Linked DNA regions of Triticum aestivum: all the other regions are linked to region 1. A link is a contact called in public Hi-C data. All regions are on one chromosome and are shown on one strand. Each heading gives the region's core, a stretch centred on a gene start, on an enhancer-like site or on the middle of the called end of the contact. The rest is flanking DNA. Distances are from core to core; before and after follow the strand shown.

Region 1 (3,463 bases), core at 483-2,982:
CATTCGCAACATCCCTCTTCACATACGGCAGTATCCTGGGGTCACCTCCATGTATCCTGCCAAGGAAACTCATGCAATCTGAATTTGACATGTTAATATTATGCAACGTCAACAAGAGTTCGTAATCCTTAGCAGGTATTTTGCGGTGCGAGCGATAGTATCTAACACGCTCTGGTTGTTGCATTAATGAATGTGTATGCTCCGCAACAAAGCAAGTGACTGTCAATCTCCCCTCCCTAAGCCCAACAATCATGTGTGCCTTACAATCATGACGGAGAATCCTGTTTTTCTGACGTGTTCTTGTCACATCCATTTCAGCACCAGGCGGCCTGCTGGAGTTTCTTGTTTCTGTTGCAATGCTCTTTGAGGTGCTACTTGTTTCCGGGTTATCGGGCTTTCTAGCGTGCACACACCCAAAGACCATCTTAATCATTATTGCATCCTCTTGCTTCTGCCCTCTCTTTTGGCTGTACTTTGTAGAATATATATGTGTGCCGAATCCCAGCTTGAAGGCATAGTCGTTGTAGAATTTCCGGGCATCCTCAAATGTGTCAAACACCATGCCAACATAGGGCGATAGTGGCTGTGATGAAACATCTCCATCATCTGAATCATCTTGCATCACATCATCAGCATGCAACAATCCCTCTGAATCTTCATGATTATCGACAGAAAAGTTCCCTTGGACATAGCTCTCTTCCCCTTCAGCACTAGCTCCCTGAAATAAGGCACATGTTTTTTCATGTATATACAGAGGTCTTGGTTGAAAGTATTTTTTCCTCTAGTTGCTATCAACAGTTCTATTGTTGTTTTAGAAATTCAGATACACAGGCACATTTATCAACAATTTTTCAGCTTCACTTGCACATAAATTTTCAGTCAATGACCTTTTATCACATAAGCACACACATTCAAAATCGTACCATAGGTTAATAAATATCAAGTAACAGATGGGATCATGTTTTGCAGAGATAGAGCAAGCACACAGGTGTATAGGTATTTTGCCTTGGTTCCACTCACACCCATGAAACAAAATTGAATTTCTAGCTGCCACACACATAAAACAAATAGGAAATTCTAGCTATGTTTCTGATACATAGATTTCCATGAGTTTTCAGAGACACACAAGTGTTCATGTTTTTTCAAAGTCAAGAAACTCACCCAACTGCCCTGATTTGATTTGGTAGAAGTTGTTTCAGGAAACACAACCGGAGGGTTTGTGAACCAGGATGATACTCCAGCTCGCGGAGGAAGCCCCACGGCCGCGACTATTCTCCAAGAGGCGGCCCCCGGCGAGCTCGATCTGCGTTGGATCCCAGCATCTGCCGCATGATGTGGTGCGCCATGTTGTTGCTGGATTTTTGGGCTGAAGGACTAGGTGCCCCCGCGCGCCGGCGGCAGCAATTTTTGCGGTGGTGACGACTGCCGCCGCGCTGGACGGAGCTGTGCCTGGTGGACGGCGGGTAGGGGATTCTATTTCTGAAACAGACCGGCTGTTGCAGAAAATAACGATCTGGTCAGTTGCGGACAATGGTTGCATCGGACGGCTGTCAGGTGACTAATCCAACGGCTCTCCAGGCATCAGCCGGCGGATGAGTTAGAATCATCCGCCGCATCAATGGCCGTTGAATCCAAGTGCTGATAGTCGTCCGATGTACCACCCGCGCCCGGATGACCTCCTCCTTAATTCCGGCAACAAGCGCGGTGTTGCAGAAACAATCCGCCCTGGCCGGGCCGGGTCGGGCCGGGCTGCCCATGGCAGGACTACCCGCAGCCCTATCGCTGCTCCTCTCCTGGTGCGCCGCTCGACCTCCTCCTTCCTCCCACTCAGGTGCGCCGCCGGCCCTCTTCCTCCCTCCCTCCCTGCTGCGCCGCCGGCCCTCTCCCTAGCTTCAGCTCGTGCGCGCCGCGGGTCCTCTCCCTCGCTCCACATCTTGCGCCGCCGGACCTCTTCCTCGATCCATCTCCTGCGCCGCCGGTTTCCTTTCTTGCTGCCTCTCCTGCGCTGCCGGCGTGTCGGACGTTCAAAAATCTCGTCCCCCCTTTGGGTTAGCGTAGACAGGCAAGGGGGCGGCATTACCACCGGTGGAGATTGCACACTAGGACCGACCCCAGGCTTTATGGACTAGCCAAGAACCCTAAACAAAAAAATCCCCATCTTCTTCCCCTCCAAATCTCCCAATCCCCTGCTCATTCGAGAAAATCTACCCGAGATTCCGCACGAGCACCGCCGGTTCCCTCTAAGAAGGGGAGGGATCCGACCCATCTCCGCGCCGGCAAATCGGGGAAGATGAATCCCCTGACGCAGGTGAAGCGGACGCAGGTGATAAACCAGAAGGAGGCGGCGCTGGGCCTCAGCGAGGACGCATCCTGGCACGCCAAGTTCAGGGGCTCCGCCTACGTCTTCGTCGGAGGCGTCCCCTTCGACCTCACCGAAGGCGACCTCCTCGCCGTCTTCGCGCAGTGAGTATTAGACCGCACCCCCCGACCTAGCTTTTCCGCCCGTTTCCCCCTCCCGACGGATTTGGCAGGGAAGTATTCTGACCGGTTTCCGATCTCTTCTCTCAGGTACGGCGAGGTGGTCGATGTGAACCTCGTGCGCGACAAGGCCACCGGCAAGTCCAAGGGCTTCGCATTCGTCGCCTATGAGGACCAGAGGAGCACGGTTCTTTCCGTCGGTGAGTCCCCTTTCCCCTTTCCTACTAGGTCGCTTCTGTATGTGATTCCAATTGCTTTGCTGAAGTGATAACATTTTCGCTTCGTCTCGTGCGGTGTAGATAACTTGAATGGGGCTAAGGTTCTTGGGAGGATCATCAGGGTTGACCATGTGGAGAAGTACAAGAAGAAGGAGGAGGAGGACGATGAGGAGCTGCAGAAGAAGAGAGAGGAGCGCGGCGTGTGCTATGCTTTCCAGAAAGGCGAGTGCAACCGCGGCGATGCGTGCAAATATTCCCATGATGAACAGGTATCTATCCTGCTTCTGCAGTTTACAAATTGTTATTCAATTTTTTTGCTAGGAATACACACATCCCATTCACCATCATGCTCATAGTGATTTGGACTAGTAATGTTTTCTCACTATAGCATGAGCACGGAGGATATTGCCAAATCATTAGGTAGAAAAATAGCTTCTAGCCATTTTATTATTCTTTAGGAATGCAAACAAGCAATTAACTACCTGGCATGTAGCAATATTTCACTGCATTGGTCCAGGTCATTTTTGATTATTCGTTAGGAATGCCTACAAGCAATTCACAACCTGCCTCATAGTAATTTGCACGAGTGAATTTTTTTCACTACAGAATGAGGAAAGGATAACCAGATCAATTATTAGGTAGAAAATTAGCTCCTGGCATTTCACTCCAACTAGTAAGCATGCACGTCCAACGCACGTCTCTACCTATAGAACACATATTTCTCAAATAAAACCTATAGAACACATGAGTATTGCTTTTGAATTTGT
Region 2 (3,463 bases), core at 282-2,781, 770 kb before region 1:
TCGAGCTGATGTTAGGGTGGCTGTTTAGCAGTGTCTCGAACCATCCACTTCCCGATCTTTGCATCGACACGATCACAAAGAACCGAACAGGATTACACGAGCATTCCGCCCTATGGAAAGAAACATGTGTCAGAAAATCTGCATACTCGCCAGGGGGATGCCAATAAAGAGTTTGTCCATCCTATAAAAGGAAAATTACCTGCTGTAACCCTTTGGCTTTGGGAAGTGCACGTAGGGCAGCTCCTCACTTGGAACATAAGGCTTTGCGCAAACATGTTCATCTTGTTCTTGTGCACCATTCTCCTCCACATGCTTGCTCTCCATCCTTATCTGATTGAAGGAGAGGTAGCACACATAGAGGCCAAAGAGCGCGATGAGGAAGACGAGGGTCGGCCGCGGCGGCAACGACGCCCCCTTGGAGCCTTTGAGCGGATATGGGTGCTGCAAGTTATTACCAAATCCATCCATGGTCAGATACTGCTGTTGCTAATACTGAACAAATAAGTAGCACCAAATCCATGGTGAGATACTGTTAGTAGTAATGAACAAATAAATAGTACCAAATCCATGGTGAGATACAGTTACTAATAATGAACAAATAAATAGTAGTAATACCAAATCCAGAAGCAGAGCGGTGGTACGGTACCATTTTGTGACTGAAAGTCTGTAGCAGAAGAAGATTCAGTGCGTGGGCCGGGTTCTGGTCCTCCTGCTCGCGCACAGCAGCAGAGTAACATGCCGAGGTCTCCTCATGGATGTCAGCAGCAGCTGGCCATGTGTGTTGGATGAATCGTCGCGCATCCTGGTAGGTAAAATTACAAATTCCTGCAGTCAGCAAACCCAGCAAAACACTCCCGCAAAAGAAAAGAAAAAGGAAAAGAACTCGTAATAGTACATACCAGCACCTAAGACTCTGCTAATTTCAAGAAAAGAAAAGCACCAGGACTCTGCCGAAAGGGATGCTTCCGGGAAACCGGGAGAACCCTAGGCTGAGGGGGAGGGAGAAGGGAGAGAAGCCCCGGGGCAGGATTCGGCGCCGAGAAATGGCGGAAAGGAGAGTTGGGCGAAGAGCGTTCCCGCGAAATGCCGGCGCGAATCTGCCGCCGAGAGCCTCGGCACGAAATCAGGAACCCGCGGGCCGGATTCGAGCTCCGAGGCGGCGAAGAACCCAAAGCCGGCCGGCTGGTTGGAGCAGGAGCAGGAGCAGGAGGCGGAGGAGGAAGACGAGCCCAGGTGAGATTTTGCTTCCCCGCGCCGCACAAGACAGGCAGCTCTGGGAGAGACCACGCGAAAAGGGAGGAGGGATCCCAACGGAACGGAAGAGTCACACGGCACGAACAGCCCCTCACACCTCAGCTGGCGCGTCAGCAGGAATCGCTCCCAGCTTCCCTCCCTCCCTCTCTCTCTCTCTCTCTAATTTATAGTAAGAGTGAGGGAGATAATGGAGCACGAACGAGCTCGGGTTTTTTTAAGGAAGAAGAAAGGAGAAGGGAATGGAGCAGGAACGGGTTTAGAGTTTGATTATTCGACGAAAGGGTGTGAACGACCGACGGGGAAGAAGAAGAAATTAGCTCAATTAGTTAATGCGGAGGAATTAGGAAATTGGGAGTGAGCGCGGCTGCCGCCTGCCTTGAGCCCTTGACGCACAAAGTGCAGGCGGAGTTAATGAAGAGGGGGGCCGTCGCTGCGCCCGGTCTTGGTGGACCATCGTCGATTAAACCAAGTGGATGGGTGATGTCAATCAAAAAATAGAAAGAAAGAAAAAACCCAAAGGGATGGATGATGGTGCCGGCAGCCTCGAGAGACCTTTTTTTGTGAACAAAAAGCGGTTTCATCAGGCTATTGTTGTGGATCTGGTCCGTCCTCTCGGGTGGAGCGTCGGCTTGACCCGCGATGCTCGGCGTTTCACCGACACATCCTCATCATCATCCTTCTCCAAATGTCGCCGCGCGCCGCTCGGCGTACTACGCGACCAGTCCAGGCGCACCAGTTGTTCCATGCACAGGTTGTGATTTACTCCCTCCGGTCCTTTTTGCTCTGCATATTAGAATTCTCTAAAGTCAAACTTCACAAAGTTTGACCGTATTTATAAGAAAAAATATCATAATCTGCCAGCTAAAGTTATACAATATGAAACTTTAAGTCATGACACATCTATTGATATTGATTTCAGATTGTGAATGTTGGTATTTTTTCTATAAAGTTGGTTAAACTTTACGAGGCTTGACTTCAGTCAAATCTTATATGCGAACTGAAAAGGACCGGAGATTGTGTGCGCCCAATTGTCAAACAAAAAAGAAACAGAAGATTGTGCGCGCCCAAGCCATCCTGATGGCGTGTCTGCCTGTTTGCCCGCCCTCTGAATTCTTTTACACGAAAACGATTTGGCGCTTCGACAAGTAACACGGACCGCCGTATTATTCACATCTTGATTTGTCTCTTCGTTTCTTTCCTTTCTAAATGCAGGTCGTGTGTCTTTTTTTTTTGCAAATAAATGTAGGTCATGTTGGGATTCGAAATGTCGCCACACGCGCTTTGGTGCAGACGACTAATCCCGACGTGTCGGTAGTTTTATGAGTGGGTATTACTTCCCAAATGTTAGACACAAGTGAAGTCTATTTTAAACCTTGATAATGTAGAGCGTGACGCAAATAAACCCCGGCGTTCAAATCCCTGAAGTCTATACCCTAACCTCTCTGATCCTGGTTGTAATCGCCCCTACGCCAGGATTAGGACTGGATTTGCTGACATGGCATCGGGAAATGATGGGATTGCAAATTAAAAATGCCACGTGAAGACGCGCCGCGGCTGCTGCTCCAGCTGCCATTGAGCTCCTTTGCTAGCTCTGCCCCGCCATCTGCCATCTGAATCTCAGTTTCAGTGGCTGCGTTCGGACGCATGCCACATATCCATGTTTTTTCTCACGATTTTTTTGGCCACTTAATCATAACATATTTCATGCAAATAACAGTAACTTGTATGCCTGATTGTGTTTGCTAACACTTATTCTGGTTTCACCAATCAAATCGTAAACAGTAGTCAATATTTTTCCCCTTAAATAAAATAGACTGTACACAAATTCTTTCTGATACAGGCAGAAGAACAGAGGTAATCATCCGCAAAAAGGAAAAAAAAACAGAGGTAATCAGTAAATTCATCTTGTTATTATTGCCTTATTATCTGACGAATAGTAAATCATGGCCTACAATATGGACAATCGAAAATGACAGAAGAACATTTCCAACTACACTTGATTATATATATAATACTCCTAGTAATCAATAATGAATCATGGGCGATGGCGATGAGGAAATCCAATCCATGCAGGCAACAACACGATGGTCCATGGAGGCACGCAAGAAGGGGGCTGAGCTCCGACCATGATCACACGGCGGCGGCATGAATGAATCGAACGGCGATGTGGGCCATGCAGCCGTACTCACGGGCGTGGGCGGCCACGGGG
Region 3 (3,463 bases), core at 284-2,783, 640 kb before region 1:
AGGAATTGCCAAACTAGTATCTTCTTGTCCTTGGTTACATGAAGTCTTCCCATCAGAGTGACACATGCGCGAAGAGGCTTTCTCACTCGCAACAACAGACCGGATAACCAAATTTCCATTGATCTTGACATGCTTCCCATTCCTAGGAATATACAACAACGCCGGGAGCGTCTCACTTGAATTATGCGGCAACTTCGAATCAACACCTTCCAAGACACCATCTCGAGGCCCGTCAACAGCCAGAACCCTCCCATGACGTGATTGTGATGGACCAAGCACAATTCCTTCTCGGGAATCAACTGCTCCATACATCCGATTTACCGCAGGAACCAAACACCCACAGAGCATCATCAGGAACAGCAATCCAAGGAGGCTAACACTAGCAACCTTCTTGGTCTTCCTAGACTTCTTGGCCGGTGGCTCTGCGGCAGCCGACGCAGGCTGCTTGGTTTTCAGCCGAGGTATCGGCATGAGCGGCACTTGGGAGCCGTGCGCTCCCATCGCATAAGCCGGGTGCATCCATGGCAGCGGCAAAGGGTACAATCCAGGGTACATCGGCAGCGGCGGCGGGACGCCTGCGCCACCGGCACCGGCCAGTTGCTGCTTGAGAGCGGCGTTCTCAGCCGTGACGCAGGAGATCCTGGTGGAGAGGTCGGCGATGGTGGCCTGCATGGCCTTGACCTTCCCCTCCAGCTCCTCCACGTACTGCTTCTTCCTCTGCCGCGACAGGTGTGCGCTCTCCCTGTTCCGCACCAGCCGCGCCCGCCGCTTGTCGTCCTCACCCTCCCCGTTCATAGCCTTGCCGTCGCTTCCAGCGCTCGCGCTCCTGGAAGACGTCTCCGAGGACTCGTCGTTCTTCAGGCCGCCGTCCGCTCCGGCACCGGAGCCGGAGGAGGAGTCCCCTGCCCCGCCCGGCGACCCGGCCGAGGAGGAGGACGTGGCGAGCGGCGGCGGCGGCGACGGGAGCTGCACGTCGTCGGTGGGGAGGAGGTCGAGGTCGAGGTCGAAGTCGAAGTCGATGTCCAGATCGTCGAGATCGAAGCCGTCCAGGGCGAAGGCGTCGTCGTCCCCGACGGGGCCGTGCGGGAACTCCGGCAGGTCGTCGGGGAAGGGCAGGTCCGCGAAGGGGGACGCCTCCGCGATGGCCATGGCGCGAGATCCGGTCACGGCGAGCGCATGCGCGACGGCGGGGCGGCCGGTCGGGGTCCTGGATCTCGCGCGGCGCGGTCGCCGTAGCGTGCAGGGTTTGCAATGTGGGAAGGGAAGGGAAAGGAAAGGCAGGAACTGCAGCTGGGGAATTCGGTCCGAGTCGCTGGTCGCCTCTTTGGCGTCGTCGAGACGAACCGGACCCACCATGCGCGGCCGCGTGGGGGCGGTGGGGCCTAAGTCAGACGCCAGACGCGTCTGGAACGTTCTCCGGGCCTCCTTGATGGGCCTGCATGGGCCAGAGAGCAGCCTGCTGGGTTTACAAATGGGCCGGGTTCGTTGACGGGCTGGAATTACTTTTGTAGGGTACTACAGATTGGGAGAGTGAAGGCCCAGGTGAAGCGGCGACCAGGCAGAGGAATGGCGACCATACTCGCGGGCCGCCGCCTGCTCCTCCTGCGGCGATGCGCGGCCGGGCGGCGGCTGCTGGGCACGGCGGCGGAGGCGTCTCCGGGCGGGGAGGAGGCGGGGGGCGAGGCGATCTACGTGAGGAAGCCCTCGTCCTCGTCGACGCGGGACGAGACCTCGGTGTCCATGCCCATGTCGTTCATGACGGGGTCCGTGGTGGGGAAGCGCTTCTACCGCGACGCCACCGTGCGCCGCGCCGACGACGGCAACGGGTGGACGGTCATGCTCGACTACCGCACCCTCAAGACGCCCGCCAAGCGCCCGCTCAAGCTGCACTCGCGCACGCTCGCCATGGCCGTCGCCGCCGAGTGGGAGTACCAGGTCTTGACCCCATTGCCTCTCCTCCTCTCTTCTCCTTCCTGTTCTGTTGTTTGGGATCACTAGGGTTCTGTATTATGGTGAATTATGTGAAGATTTAGTGAAATTTCATTCTATTTTACATTTAAAATGCACCGAATCTAGGTTTTCATCGTACTATTTAGTGCCGCGACTGAATTGCTTTTAATATTCTCATTTCTTCCCCTTTATCGTGTCATGAGCAGTTCTAACTGATCAAAATGGTCGTTTGGCTATAAGTAGAAGGAAACAAGTAAACAGTACTCAAAATGCAGTCCATCAGCATAGATCTGTTGCATTTATGCATAACGGGTAGTTCATTGCCTTCTGTGGAGAATAGAGCACCTTAGAGTTGAATTTGCACCTCCGATCTCTAGAGAGGCAACAGAGGTTGAAAATGAAACTAAAGCAAAACTCAATATGGCGGATGAAATCGCAAAATATAAGTTGGTTTTGACATGTTTTTGTTAATTCACTATTTTTTGTGTCATGAGCAGTTGTAAGATGCCTGTATGGTTATTTGGGAAGAAAGTAAAAATGGTACAGTAATGCAGAATGCGCAGTTCATTGCCTACTGTGGGGAATATAGAGTATAATTTGTTTGGTGTCAAAAAGTGGTAGGAAACCAATCATGTTCATAGCACATTGTAGAGTTGAGTATTCATTTCTGATCTCTAGAGAGGCAATAGAGGTTGAAAATGAAATAAAGCCTCAATATGGCCAATGAAATTGAACAATATAACTTGGTATTCACATGTTTGTTACTTTGCTCTTTTTTGTGTCATGAGCAGTTCTAAAATGCCTGTATGGTTGTTCGGCAAGAAAGTAAAAAGGAAATAAATATTAGTGTTTGCAATATAATATGTTGGTGTACGTTAGTTGTGTTATGCAGAATGTGCAGTTCATTGTCTTCTTTGGAGAATAGAGCACATTATAGTGTCTTCTGATCTCTAGAGGCAGAGAGGTTGAAAATGAACATTCCCACTGTCAGCTCCTCGAATAAAATTAGAACAAGGCCCATATGGCCGATGTACCCTCAGTATGTCATCTCTTATACACATCATAAATAGTACGCATATGCTGCAGTAGCTGAATTTAAGGAGAACTAGTGGTTTGATAGTTTTTACTTAGTTAAGCGAATCTATGTTTTTGCATGGCTGAGTTGCAGCTTCAAATGTTCCCCACTGTAACTTATAACGTGCAAGCTACTAGAGTTGTTACAATTTTGAACAACTTGCTTTTTTTGGTCTGCTGCTCATCTACCACCCTGTAGGAATGTGGGATTGTATCTGAAATAACTTTTATGGAAAAAAATGTTTCGTGTATTTAATTCCATACTTTCTAGATCAATGGGTACTGGTACTGAAAGTTCCTTATTTTCATAGGAACAAGATGGAATCCGGCCTTTTACGATGCCTCTTATGAAGCTTGCTTGTACTGCACTGGAGAGAGTTCCGCTGACACGAACGAAAATAATTAGCAATTTGATGCAAAAATTCCATCAAGATTTGGT

What was found. Hi-C and Micro-C count contacts between places; a contact is called where the count stands out from the background.
Region 2: a Hi-C map of leaf shows a contact between it and region 1, with 3 times the contacts expected there. The contact joins the promoter of LOC123187746 here to the promoter of LOC123187752 in region 1. A contact is called at or near these places in 2 of 5 Hi-C or Micro-C datasets (both in leaf).
Region 3: a Hi-C map of leaf shows a contact between it and region 1, with 8 times the contacts expected there. The contact joins the promoter of LOC123187749 here to the promoter of LOC123187752 in region 1. A contact is called at or near these places in 2 of 5 Hi-C or Micro-C datasets (both in leaf).

The regions. Positions count from the first base shown.
Region 1 is chr2A:93,400,869-93,404,331 of IWGSC CS RefSeq v2.1, forward strand. LOC123187752 (zinc finger CCCH domain-containing protein 25) reads left to right here and starts at 1,733. Exons shown (of 6, transcript XR_006494116.1): 1 at 1,733-2,463; 2 at 2,569-2,678; 3 at 2,778-2,965.
Region 2 is chr2A:92,635,343-92,638,805 of IWGSC CS RefSeq v2.1, forward strand. It overlaps LOC123187746 (nodulation protein H), which reads right to left and starts at 1,532. Exons shown (of 7, transcript XM_044599670.1): 1 at 900-1,532; 2 at 647-802; 3 at 200-441; 4 at 1-110. The coding sequence starts at 649.
Region 3 is chr2A:92,762,890-92,766,352 of IWGSC CS RefSeq v2.1, forward strand. It overlaps LOC123187749 (ATP synthase mitochondrial F1 complex assembly factor 2), which reads left to right and starts at 1,534. Exons shown (of 4, transcript XM_044599674.1): 1 at 1,534-1,935; 2 at 3,336-3,463. The coding sequence starts at 1,567. LOC123187748 (bZIP transcription factor 60) reads right to left here and starts at 1,303. Exons shown (of 2, transcript XM_044599673.1): 1 at 1-1,303. The coding sequence starts at 1,149.